2 separate regions of the Mus musculus genome follow, and region 2 is linked to region 1. Evidence: chromatin contacts called from public HiChIP or PLAC-seq data. All regions are on one chromosome and are shown on one strand. Each heading gives the region's core, a stretch centred on a gene start, on an enhancer-like site or on the middle of the called end of the contact. The rest is flanking DNA. Distances are from core to core; before and after follow the strand shown.

Evidence for each region. HiChIP or PLAC-seq counts read pairs in DNA pulled down with a chosen protein or histone mark.
Region 2: an H3K27ac HiChIP or PLAC-seq map of microglia shows a contact between it and region 1, with 5 times the contacts expected there. The contact joins the promoter of Ankrd52 here to the promoter of Apon in region 1. A contact is called at or near these places in 16 of 39 promoter capture datasets (the C10 cell line, the HPC-7 cell line, the SN4741 cell line and 11 more), 3 of 484 Hi-C or Micro-C datasets (embryonic stem cells and liver), 2 of 115 datasets of contacts at active chromatin or transcription factors (microglia and pancreatic cancer cells) and 3 of 9 other capture datasets (adipose tissue, liver and pancreatic islet).

Annotation. Positions count from the first base shown.
Region 1 is chr10:128,250,619-128,257,173 of GRCm38.p6, forward strand. Apon (apolipoprotein N) reads left to right here and starts at 3,513. Exons shown (of 2, transcript NM_133996.3): 1 at 3,513-3,663; 2 at 3,817-5,283. The coding sequence starts at 3,837. The coding sequence ends at 4,592. Timeless (timeless circadian clock 1) reads left to right here. Exons shown (of 29, transcript NM_001164081.1): 26 at 76-194; 27 at 1,052-1,265; 28 at 1,375-1,470; 29 at 1,574-2,323. The coding sequence ends at 1,638.
Region 2 is chr10:128,373,027-128,379,581 of GRCm38.p6, forward strand. Ankrd52 (ankyrin repeat domain 52) reads left to right here and starts at 4,098. Exons shown (of 28, transcript NM_172790.2): 1 at 4,098-4,223; 2 at 4,543-4,626; 3 at 5,062-5,140; 4 at 5,327-5,397; 5 at 6,355-6,555. The coding sequence starts at 4,197.

The sequences.
Region 1 (6,555 bases), core at 2,263-4,762:
GCACTGGACACTGGGTGGCCTGGGCCTGGTGTGATCCAGAGCAGTTCCTCTGCCACATTGTCACCGTGTCTGCAGGCTGCTCCCAGGCAATCCCTCTGGTGCCTCTGACAGAGGAAAATGAGGAAGCAATGGAGAACGAACAGTTTCAGCATCTGCTACGCAAGCTAGGGATCCGGCCGCCCAGCTCAGGGCAGGTGAGTGTCAGAGCGAGCGAGCGGGACCGTGTCAGCCCTGGAGCTCGCTCTGGTCCTCCTCAGAGGACACCGTGTTGTTGCCCAGATCCTCCCTGCTGCCTTGCCTTTGCCTCCCAAGGTTCCCAAGTCAGGTCTCTTACTCAAGTCTCTCTCCCCTTTAGCCTCCCCTTCCCTAAATGGTGTTCTACACTGCCCCCTTGTCTGTCTGCAGCACTGATGGTTCTGTGTGCCGCAGCCTCCTGGAGGCATGTCTGTCTTTGCGTGGCCATCCAGCCACATCTGCTTTACACCACAGCCAACCCCGACTGCTTTCCACCCTGCACATGGCAGGTCTGTTCATGCATGACCAGTTGATCTGCCCAGTCCTATTGGAAGGCTGCAGCCACACATCCAAGGTCCACACACACAGACATGTGCACACCCCCACATACCTTCTTCCTCTTGACCCTCAACCAGCCTTCAAGGGTCAGCTCAGAACTTGCACAGAGAGGCAATCTTACTGCCTGTCTGACCCAGGAAGTGGGAATAGTTGCTCGGGCGCCCAGTCCAGTGGCGCTTTAACATCTTGCCCGGCCGCTCCCCTCGCGCCCCCATTGACTCTGAGTGTGGATCTCACAGGCTAACTTTTTACATGGCCCAGATCCTTCCCTGTATTCATTGCTAATAGCTGTATTCACAGTGAATGTGACCTGGTGTAGCACTGAGCTAGGTGCTGGGTGTAAGTCCAATTCACAACTCCTGTGGGTCATTCCTGGTTGGGGGGGGGGGTCATGCTTACTCAATGACTGATAGAGCAGAAGAGTGGCCAGAAAGGCCGGTCCTCCCTGGCAGCGATCTCACCTGCTGTGTACCTGTAGGAAACCTTCTGGAGAATTCCAGCCAAACTGAGCTCCACCCAGCTTCGGAGGGTGGCTGCTTCTTTGAGTCAGCAAGAAAACGAGGAGGAAAGGGAAGAGGAGCCAGAGCCAGGAGTCCCCGGAGAGCAGGGTCCCAGTGAGGAGCACCGGACAGAAGCCCTGAGAGCCCTTCTGTCAGCCCGTAAGAGGAAAGCAGGCCTGGGGCCTACAGAAGGTAAAGTGCCATGGCCCCCGCTTGGTGACTTACTCTGTGCCACCGTGTGGCGTGAGGGCTGTTGAGACGATGCAGGGCCGGTTCCCGACTGTGTCTTACATCACTGCAGAGGAGGCCACTGGGGAGGAAGAATGGAACTCAGCGCCCAAGAAGCGGCAACTGCTGGACAGCGACGAAGAGGAAGATGATGAGGGGAGGAGGCAAGGTAGGGACTCTTGTCTTCAGTGGAGACACTGGCCATTTGCCTTATCCTTTTACATACTTAGATGCTTTCCATTTCTGTCTCTTACCTGTCATTCCCATGGCAGCAGTGTCGGGAACGCCAAGAGTCCACAGGAAGAAACGGTTTCAGATTGAGGATGAGGATGACTGAAAGCCAGATGTGTTTGACCGATGTGAGTTGGAGGCACAAAAGCTACTTTTGCCTGCGTTGGAAGCAATCTTCTCTACATTGACAGCCCAGGAATTTTAGGCAGCAGTGTTGGGTGGAGTCTTTGCGGTCAGTCCTTGCCCCAGGTTCATCAGCGTGCACAGCCGGTCTCTGGGTCCGTCTCGTAGCAAATGAAGAGTGGCGAAAGGTTCAAGGTGGCTTGTCCTCCTCTAAGGACTGCGTCTTGGCTTCTGACGGGGAGCTTTATAACCCAGCACGGTTGTTCATTCTGTCCTCACAAAGCACTGGATTGCTCCCATTTTCTTTCTTTCATCCCAGGACACATGATTGAACCCGTTTCTACAGTTGAGGGAGAGCTGGGATGCACCACTCTCAAGCTGACAAGCATCCCTGATTTGTGTTTCATATTAAATGTGTACAATTAACAGTTGCTCATCTCAGAGCGGCCAGCCAGCCATCTGTTGTGTCTTCGGAAGAACTTTTAAGAGTAAAATTAAAAGACATGTCCTGAACTGAGCTTGGTAGTGTGAGCTAATCCCATCGTGTGGGAGACAGAGGCAAGAGAATTGCCATGAGGGAGAGGAAAGAGTCATATAGCCCTACGCGTGGGCCAATAAATGTAATTTAAAAAATCAGCTTGATAATAAATATAATTTTTAAAAAAAGAGACTTTTGTTGTCTTCCTCCTCCTCTTCCTTCTCCTCCTCCTCTTCCTCTTCTTCCTCCTCTTCCTCTTCTTCCTCTTATCCACAAGTAACAAGATGCTTCATCTTGCTGACCACAGGGTACATGCCTGTTGGTTCAGCTCCTCATGAGGCTTTGATAAAATCTCAAAAAAAATCCCTTTTACCCACGAGTCTGAGACTGTGTCTTGAAACAAAACAGGTATGGTGGTGGCTCATGCCTATAATCCCAGCACTCTGGAGACTAAAGCAAGAATACTTAGACTATATAGGAAGTTAGGCCAGCTTAGGTTATAAAGTGTCCAAAAAAATTAGAAGGCAGCCAGAAGAGTGATGGTAGCTCATACCTTTAATCTCAGCACTTGGAGGCAGAGGCCTTGTGTTCAAGGCCAGCCTGGTCTACCTAGCTCCAGGGCAGCCAGGACTATCTCAACAAAAAAGTAAATAGGGGTTGGAGAGATGGTTCAGTGGTTAAGAACATGTAAGACTCTCTCCAAAGGAGTAGAATTTTTAGTCCTTGCAACCATGTCAGGTGGCTTACAACTGGCTGTAACTCCAGCTCATCTGGCCTCTGTGGGCATTCGCCTTGAATCCCAGCACTTAAAAGGCAGACACAGGCATATCTCTGAGTTTGAGGCCAGCCTGGTCTACAGATTGAGTTCTAGGACAGCCAGGGCTACAAAGAGAAAGCCTGTCTTGAAACAACAACCACAAAAACCTTACCAAACAAACAAAAAAAACAATAAAGGTAAAAACTCAAAAGACTGCTCTGGTAATAACTTGATTTGATTTGCTGTAGGTTCTATTTTTCAAATTTTTTGATTGGGAAATCTTTAAAGTAAACATGACACATGGACTGGGAATGTAGCCCAGTTGGTAATGTGCTTGCCTAACATGCATAAATCCTTGGAGTTGATTCCCAGTACCACGGCAACTGCACCTGGTTGCAGATTCCCATAAATCCCCGTACTGGGGTTATAGTGGCAGAAGGATCAGAATCCAAGGTCATCCTTGGCTAACTAGTTGAATTCCAAGCCAGCTAGGGCTACAGAAGGCCCAGTCTCAAAAGAGAACAAACTTTCCACTGCCTAGAGGCTACAGAGACTGGACTATGGTCTAGGGACCGCCTAGCCACAAAGGAGGAGCCTTGCCTGTCAGGATGGGGCAATAGCTGGTCAGATAAAGTCTACCCAAAGAGAGGTGGTAAATACTTGTTTCCAGTCATCACCTACAAGAAGTTAACCTCTGGAAGGTAGCCGCTCCAACTAGGGACCTACTGAGTGAGACAGAGAACCACTTCATTCCTCTGCTGCTTGCCAGACAGGTGAGGGTAACAGCCTCTAAGAGGCCCCCTCTTATGTCCAGGGAAACTGAAGTCTCTAATGACCAGGACTCTACCAAACTCTGACCATTCTTGGTGCCTGTTCCTGTTGAATATTTGCGCCCTCCTCACCTGAGCTCTGCTCCTTCACAACAGGGCTGTCCTGTGGACCCACCATGATCCAGGCTGCATTGCTTCTTGGCTGTATCTTACTGTCCCCGGTGACCGCCTTTCCGTGGAAGACGCAGAATGGCAGCCTGCCAGCCGTCACAAGAACTGAACCCACATCAAATGTGCTCCCCAACAAGATTCCTCCTCCAACCCCCATTACCTGTCGGGACCTCTTGTACACGGTGCTCCCCGCTGCTCCTCTGTCTGAGTTCTTGTCCCTCTTAGCCCTGAGAGTTGTCCTGGAAAACATTGGCTGCCCTGCCGAGGCCTACAGTCTGCAGCTTCGGATCAGTGAAATGGGAGGAAAAGACAGCGCGGAAACCCTGGTCCTCCAGAGTCAAAAGAGTAGCCAGGAGGAAGGGATCGGCAACAATGAAGTCATTCTGAGGCATCTGGTGCCATCCCCTGGGGATATGAGGAGGGTCCGGCGCTCAGTTACCCTGCCTGAGGCGTGCACCTATGAACCCGGGTGGGTGTTGTACGATATGGCCCAGGTGCTGCTGGAGACGGCGAACAAGCTCCCTCCTATTGACCTAGTAAGAGAGTTCAAGGCCTCTGTAGTCAATGTCACCCAGCACTGTACCATGGAGTCTTGGGAAAGTATGAATGAAGTAGCCAGGAGGCTGATGAGTAGCCCAGAACTTAAAGACGCCAAGATTCCCGTTGAAGATCGAGTATACCTCGTTGCTCAGCTTGCAGTCGTTTTAAAGCGTATTTTTGTGAACCTTGTGTGGGAATATTTTCAGACCTATTTTGGATAGACACGGCCTCCTAGGCATGGAATGAACTTTCTCATAGCCCTTTAGTAGGTGTGCACACAGCAGCTGCCCACGGTGTGTAGCTAGACGCTGGCTGCATTTTACAAATTCATACATTGTCTTCCTTTGATCCTAATGTGTGAAGACACTTGATATGACTTCAGTCTTTCAGTTTCTAAATGCTATGGGTATTGCAATTTCCCTCTTTAATACTTTTTAATTCCTTGCTTAATGCTTTTTAATTTCCCAGCTGAATTCTGGGCCTTGGTTGTATTCATATTGTTTTGGGATATTAAGGAAAGGAAGGTTTGTTGTTTTGTTTTGTTTTGTTTTTGAGACAGGGTCTGCCTGGGTAACTCTGTCTATCTTGGAACTCAGAGATCCACCTGCCTTTGCCTCCACCTGCTGAGATTAAAGGTGTGCACCACCATGTCTGTATTTGTTCTGGTATTTTGAGATTGTCTTGCTTTGTGGCCATTGCCCTTACTATATAGCCCAGGCCAGCCTCAAATTTATGGGACTCCTACTTCAGCTTTCCAAGTGCTAGAATTATAGACCTGTGCCCTCACTTCTGTTTTTGTAGTGTTGGGGTTGAACCCAGGGACTCAGGAATACTAGACAAGCCGTTCACCACTAAGCCTACTTCTGTTAATTCTTAAACTGATGAGACAAATAAAAAGCTGCTTCTATGTTGAACTCACTGATTTGGGAGCTTTAAGGAAGTTTAATATAAATTCATAGCTCCAGCTGGCCCAGAACTCAGTACAAAATTCATGCTAGCCTTGAGCTTGGAGTGGTCCTCTTGCCTCGGGCTGAAACGTTCTTGCCTGACTTCCAGGATTTCTCGACTGGGTTTCTGTGGTTCCTTCTGTACCTAGAGAGGGCTGTGCGGGGGGGACACAGAGCACATTCCAATGTCTTGAGCCAAAGATTTGAGCAATGCGTTCAAATGGGCACATTCTTGTAGAGAAACAGCCATTTCACATATTCATGGGACTGGGGGCTAGATAGGGTCCACACCTCTTCGAGCTGTCTCAGCTCTCGCCAGTGGGACCGCACAGGACTCTGGGGATTCCTGTCACCTATGGAAGTGGAGCAGTGTAGTGATGGACACACACCAAGTCAAACAGTTGTCATTCCCGTTTCCTTTTTAATTTTTTTATTGTATTTATTATTAATAGAGTGTGTGACGATGTGTGTGAACATGTGGTTGTATGGGCCGGCACTCCTGAGCCACAGAACACGAGGAGGTCAGGGGTGTGTGCAAGTCAGAGGACCGCAGTCATGAGTCACTGTTCTCATTCCCTGTGGGTTCTAGTGACTACACCTCCGTCCCCAGGAGTGACGGAGGCACTTTTACCTACTGAGTCATCTTGGCCACCCCCAACTCTCACTTCTTGGGCCTAGCTTAAAAGGAACAAAAGCCGAGGGTTGATGGTTGAGATATTGTACCAGACTACCATCTGAGCCAAATTGCTGCAGACCCTGCTTGCAAAGGACCACCATAGCTGGGCTTATTGATGGCTGACCTTTCCTGACAGGAGAGACAGAAAAGGTCACAGGCCCTCATCTGAGTATCTAGCCACTCCTCCCAGACAATTACAGGTAATTCGGCCCTACTTGTACATAGCCTCAGAATTTCAGGGAAAGGTTAGAGAGTATTAGCTAGGAGCTGTAGAAGAAGGGGTTGGGGGGATGGGAGGAGTAGGGGGCGCATCTAAGCAAAGTGGAGAACCATCACCCTTGCTGGGGCCACTGCTTTAGGGTCACCCATGTTCTGTAAGTAACCCTAATAAACTCATTTAGCTCCCAGAGTTAAATTGGTGGAATGGGATGTTGGTTTGTCACTGGGACTTTATGAGGACAGATGTTGCCTCAATTGAGCCCTAGGCACTCTTCAGACCATCGCCCAAGGGAAGCAGTTTGGGAGCTGGTGTCATACTGCATGGCCTGATCCAGCTAGGCC
Region 2 (6,555 bases), core at 2,848-5,347, 120 kb after region 1:
CCTCCACACCCAGCAATTTCTGATTTTTTTTTTCCCAAGACAGGGTTTCTCTGTATAGCCCTGGCTGTCCTGGAACTCACTTTGTAGTCTAAGCTGACCTGAATGTCAAGGCTGACCTTGAACTTCTGACGCTCCCATCTCTACCTCCCAAGGGCTTGGATTACAGGTACGTGTTACGATCCCCAGCAAGTTCCACAAATATCCCGTTCAGAAGTTGAACTCAGGACTGTCCTCATAGCCAGCCTTTGTCAACAGTTCCATCTGTCTCCACACATTCCTTCAGAACTTCAGATGTGTCAATGTTACTAAACCATTTCCTCTCTTTCTTCCCTGGGACATCCTCTTTCTTGCTCTACATAATATTAGAAAGTAACCTCTAGCCCTTCCTCTTCCCATCTGCCCAGAGATTCAGTCTAACTCTCTCCCTGGTTCACCCCACTCCTGAGCCAGGCCTCAGCACATGACTCCAGCTCCACCCCTGACTCTGAATCCTCAGGTTACTAAGAGCTATTTTGAGCACTAGAGGGTGTGTGCTATCTTCCTCTTCTTGGGCCATATCCTAGTTTAGGCCATCACACCCAATGGCCAAGCAAGCATCCATGTGACCCTCAGCTACGTTCAGTTCCTATCTCTTCTCTCCTCCTCTTCTTCTTCCTCCTCCTCCTCCCCCTCCCCCTCCTCCTCTTCCTTGTCTTCGTCCTCAGATATAAAGTGCCAGTTCCTGACGCTGATTTCCTAGTCTCAGAAACCCAACTAACCAACAAACAGTAACAATAAAAACCAACCCTTCTGTGTGAGGCACTTTTATTTGTTTCAATTTGTAATTCTATGGATCAACCCTAAGGTTTCAAACATGCTAGGTGTTGGCGCACGCCTTTAATCCCAGCACTCGGGAGGCAAAGGCAGGTGGATTTCTGAGTTCGAGGCCAGCTTGGTCTACAGAGTGAGTTCCAGGACAGCCAGGGATACACAGAGAAACCCTGTCTTGAAAAAAAGAAAAAAGAAAAGAAAAGAAAAGAAAACCATGCTAGGCAAACACTCTTTCATTAAAAAAAAAAAAAGTTTACATTTATTTATTTAGTTACTTATTGTGGGTACACATCGGCATTCGAATGCACTTCTGTGTGCCATAGCATTCGTGTAGAGATTAAGGGGCTGCGGGCAGAAGTAGGTTCTGCTGTTCTGCTACAAGGGCTTTAGGTAGTAAATTTAGGTCAGCCACATCATTTTAACACTTAGCTATATCCTTGTCCTCAGCCCTCTTTTCTGTTTTATTTTTATTAATTTTTTGTTTGTTTGTTTGTTTGGTTTTTCCAGCCAGGGTTTCTCTGTGTAACCCTGGCTGTCCCAGAATTTACTTTGTAAACCACAGTGTCCTCGAATTCACAGAGATCCTCCTGCTTCTGCTTCTTGAGCCCTGGGTTTAAAGGTCTGCTCCACCAACCGGGCTCTGTTTTATTTTTATTTATGTATATGTGCGTATTTGGGGGGAGTTGGAGGGAGGTGCGGCACCTGAGTGTAGGTGCCTGAGATGGCCAGAAGAGGGCATCAGTTCCCTTGGAATTACAGGCGGTTGTTAGCCACCCACTGCGGAGCCTTGAGTGCTCTTTCTGCATAAGCTCTCCTTCCAGCCCCCTTAGCTCTCTCTCTCTCTCTTTTTTTTTTTTTTTTTTTGGCTTTTTTTTTTTTTTTTTTTTTTTTTTTTTTGGCTTTTTTTGAGACAGGGTTTCTCTGTATAGCCCTGGCTGTCCTGGAACTCACTTTGTAGATCAGGCTGGCCTCGAACTCAGAAATCTGCCTGCCTCTGCCTCCCAAGTGCTGGGATTAAAGGCGTGCGCCACCACGCCCGGCTTCCCTTAGCTCTCATTTGACTTTTTGAGACAGGACCTCACTAAGTTGCCCAGACTGACCCTGAACTCAGTCTACAGCTCAGTCAGAACTTAAACTTGAGCTCCCGTGCCTCAGCCTCCTGAATGGCTGGGATGACAGGTGTATATCTCCACAACCGGTTGGTCCTGCGTGGTGTGAAAGGTGGAGCCTGAACTTTCACGCATGCTGGGATCTAGAACCCTAGCCTCTTTTATTTTTAATTAAAAATAATTTTAAAAACATTTATTTTTATTTCTTGCGTTTGAATATTTCCGTGCATGTGTGTAAGTACACCAAGTGTGCGTAGTGCCTGGAGAGGCCAAAAGGCATTGGATTTCCAAAACCCAGGGGTTACAGATAGTTGTCTGTATTCCTAGCAGGGAACCAACCTCTGGCCCTCTGTATAAACAGCAAGCACTTTTGTTGTTGTTGTTGTTGTTGTTGTTTTGTCTTTTGTTTTTTGTTTTTTGGTTTTCGAGACAGGGTTTCTCTGTATAGCTCTGGCTGTCCTAGAACTCACTTTGTAGACCAGGCTGGCCTCGAACTCAGAAATCCGCCTGCCTCTGCCTCCCAAGTGTTGGGATTAAAGGCGTGTGCCACCACGCCCAGCACAACAAGCACTTTTAACTGCTGAGCTATTTTTCCAACCTCTCTCCCAAATTTATTATTATATATATTTTTTTTTCTTTTTTTTCTAAGTACACTGTAGCTGTCTTCAGACACACCAGAAGAGGTCGTCAGATCTCACTACAGATGGTTGTGAGCCACCATGTGGTTGCTGGAATTTGAACTCAGGACCTTTGGAAGAGCAGTCAGTGTCAGTGCTCTTACCTGCTGAGCCATCTCTCCAGCCCTTATTATTATATATTATTATTGTTGTTGTTGTTGTTGTTTGGCGGTGAGATTTGAGACAGAGTGATTTCTTTTCAATTTAACTTATAAACTACTTTTTTTTTTTTTAAATCTCACGTATGAATGTTTTACCCACCAAAAATTTCTGCAGTTGGAGTTACAATCCGCTATTAGTTGCTAAGTGGCTGCTGGGGATTAAACTTGGGCCCTTTGGAAGAGTGGTCAATGCTCGTTAACTAGCTGAACCACCTGCCCAGGCCCAACACTTTCTTGTTGGCTAATGGATATAGGCAGACCCGGTCCACTGTGGGTAGTACCATCCCTAGTCAGGTGGCCCTAAATTAGATAAGAGATCTGGTTAAGCTTGAGCCTGGGTTCATTCCTCCCTGGGTTCTTCGTTCAAGTTCAAGTCTGAGTTTCTGCCCTAAGTTTTCTCAAAGATGGACTAAACCCTTTCCTTCTTTTAGTTGGTTTGGTCATTGTTATCGTAGCAACACAAAGGAACTGGGGCTCATGATGTAGCCAGGACAGTTCTTGAATACACAATCCTCCTGCTTCAGGTTCCAGAGCGCAGGAATCTTATAAATGATTCACACCTGGCTCTAAAGCATCTTTTATAAATTGTACCCATCTATCAGTCTCCACTTTTCTTTCTCCCTCGGCCAACTGTCCCTGATTGGCTGCCTCTTTTGACCTCTCCAATGGGTGAGGGGGAGTTCCTCTCTACTGCCTTTTTACCGGGAGAAACAGTTACTACCCTAATCTGGCAGGGTAATTATGGAGTTGCTGTTGGGCTTAGAGGCCTTTCTTCAGCTGCCAAGTGTCCAGCTCTTCACGGAGGCTTCCTGAAGCAGGAGTCTTTTGAGATTTTTCTGCAGCTTAGCAATCTTGCTATTTTCTTTCTACCCAGTGGAGACTGGTTCTGGGGCCATCTATAAGTCTCGGGTCGCCACACTCCGAGTTTCCACTATCTCTGGGGTACTTGGGGGTGTGAGTACGGTCGGAGGCGTCCGCTCTACCGGAGCATTGTGGGCTGGGTGAGCTCTCGCCCGCTGTTTGGTCCTGGGCTCGGGAGTCACTGGGGGAGCGAGACCCGACTCCGTGCCATGGGCCTGCGAGAGACCCCTCGGGCCGCCCGACTGCAACGGAGGGCACAGCGCGGTCCGCTGGCGGAGCTGCGGAACCCGCGCGCGGGGTAGGGGGAGCCCGGGCCGCCCTGGCCGTCCTGGCGCGGGGCGAGGGCGCCGAGGCCTGGGCAGCCTGCGCGGACAGCGAGCACCCCGAGGCCCGGCCAAGGCTCGCCGCCAGGGAGCGCTGCGGGCTCCCGCTCGCCCGCCCCCCGGTAGGCGGGGCCGCCCTCTCCCCGCAGCCGCCGCCGCAGCCGCCGCCTGGGCCGCCCCGTGTCCCCGGTGGAGCCGCCGCCGCCGCTGCCGCCGCTGCCGCGAGCTCGATGCGGACGGAGCCTGGGCCGGGCCATGGGGATCCTCAGCATCACGGACCAGGTCAGCCCTCCCACCCTTCCCCACTTCCTCTTCCCAGGCCCCGGCACCGCCGCCACGCGAGCCCGGGGATGTGCGGCCTAGGCTGGGCCCGAGCCCGGGGTTCCCGCGGCTCCCGCCGCGCCCCACGCCGTGCTCCACTCCGTGGAGCGGGTGTCCTTGGGGGCCTGGCGACCGGTGGGGGCACGGCGGGAATCCGCTGCAGCCAGGACCCCTGTAGCGGAGCCCCTCCAGCGACGCCCCCCTCCAACCTGTGTGCTCCCCCACCTCCTGGTAACGCCGTGGCTCGGGCCCGCTCCCTGAAAGCTGGTTCTCCCTGCAGCCGCCCCTGGTCCAGGCCATCTTTAGCCGAGATGTGGAGGAAGTGCGTTCCCTCCTCTCGCAGAAGGAGAACATCAATGTACTGGTGAGTTGGGAGCAGGGAGGATGGCGAGCCGGAATCCGGAGGGGTTCGGGACCCCTCCCCACAAGTGGGGCGGCTCCGTTTCTCCTCTGCTCTGATGAAACTGCAGCTCTTTCTACCCAGAAATGGGAGCCTGCTCCGCATTTAAGGTTGGTCAGGCATGGAGCACCGATCATGGGTTCTGGGGATGCCCAGAAAACCCTGTCCCCTTCTCAACCATCGGGGTCTGCAGCGCCCCCACCCCTCCGGGAAGGAGTAGGTTTCTTGGTCGGTAGCCCTGACTCCACCCTCCCAGGATGCTGGCTTTTGAAGCCCGATATTGGGATTTAAGACCCTGCAGAAGAACCTAGAGGAAGGGAAGGGCTTGGAGTTCTCATACTAGAACTGGCGTTCAGGATAATTTCTCTCTACAGCTGCTTCTCTTTTCTGCCTTTCCAGGACCAAGAGAGGCGAACCCCATTGCATGCTGCTGCCTACGTAGGCGATGTCCCCATCCTCCAGTTGCTACTGATGTCAGGTGAAAGTGGGGAGCTGGGAGGTGCGGCATCTAGGGAGGGGAGAAGTCTTTTTAGATCCGAGGATTGATTGCTGGTGCTTGGTACAAGAATGGCTTTCTGTCCGTTCAGGTTCCCCACTCTGATTATTGGTTTCCTTCCCTCCCCCTCCTCAAATCCCAACAAAATAGCAAATTGTGTCCACACAGGTGCTAACGTCAACGCTAAGGACACACTGTGGCTGACCCCTCTTCATCGTGCCGCTGCCTCCCGAAACGAGGTACAGACCCTACCTCATTTCTCCCTTTCAAAAAGGATGGGCTGAGGGCTAGAGAAACTCAGTTCTCTGCCCTACAGACTCTTCTGCCCCACACAGGGAGGAGACCAGAGTTTGGCTTCTCCTTCCTGCCCCTAGAACTGGCTGGGGGGGGGGGGGCTGAGTGCTGCCAGCTGATGTGACGTCAGGGAGAGAGCTTAACACTGGGCTGGCAGACTGCGGGGGCCCTGCTGCCAGGCCTGAGTGACTCATCCCTCCCTGGGGGCCACCTTAAGTCTGATCCCCCTCTGGGCACTGAGATTTCTCTCCTTGTGATGGGGTGGGGAGTAGCAATTCTGTGTCCTTGCCCCTCGAGCAACATTTAAGTTGACTGCCTAAGGGCCCAAACTCATATGGAGTCCTGTACAATGGTGTTATCAACCCTGAAGAGGAAGGGAAGGCCTCTTTGATCTCCCATCACTTCCTTGGCTCCAGCTCCCAGGGGGAGAGAGCTTAAGGCCAGTGGGAATGGTGTGGGACATGTTTAACGGGAACATTGAATTTCGAAGGGGATCCAGTTATGCTTGTTTATTGGGGTTATATGATTTTGGTGTCTGTGGAAGGGCTAAGGGAAAGGATGTTTTTGCCATTAATACAGTGGGAGCCATTTGTTTTTCCTGGAATTAGGCTTGGGGTGTGTGGATTTGCCCAGGGTGGGTGTGAGTGGAGATTTTCGGGGACCTAAGTTGGAGGGTGGTAGATGCTAAGTGGCATGGGGAAGAGATCCCTGTTTTCCTCAGCAAAACAAAGATGTTTAAGCTCCAACAACCTCAGGTCTGGAGAGGCTAGGTGTGTAAAGGAAAGGAAGAGATACCATGCTAGGAAGATGGATGACTAGTCACCATACCAGCCCCTTCCTTCTGTCCTCTTATGTCACTTCCTGCTCCCCTCTGTCTTCTCTTGTCCCTTGCTCCACCACAGAAGGTGCTGGGGCTGCTGTTGGCACACTCAGCGGATGTGAATGCCCGGGACAAGCTGTGGCAGACACCACTGCATGTGGCTGCTGCCAACCGGGCCACCAAGTGTGCAGAGGCTCTGGCACCCCTGTTGAGCAGTCTCAATGTGGCTGACAGGAGCGGGCGCAGCGCTCTACACCATGCAGTACACAGTGGGCATCTTGAG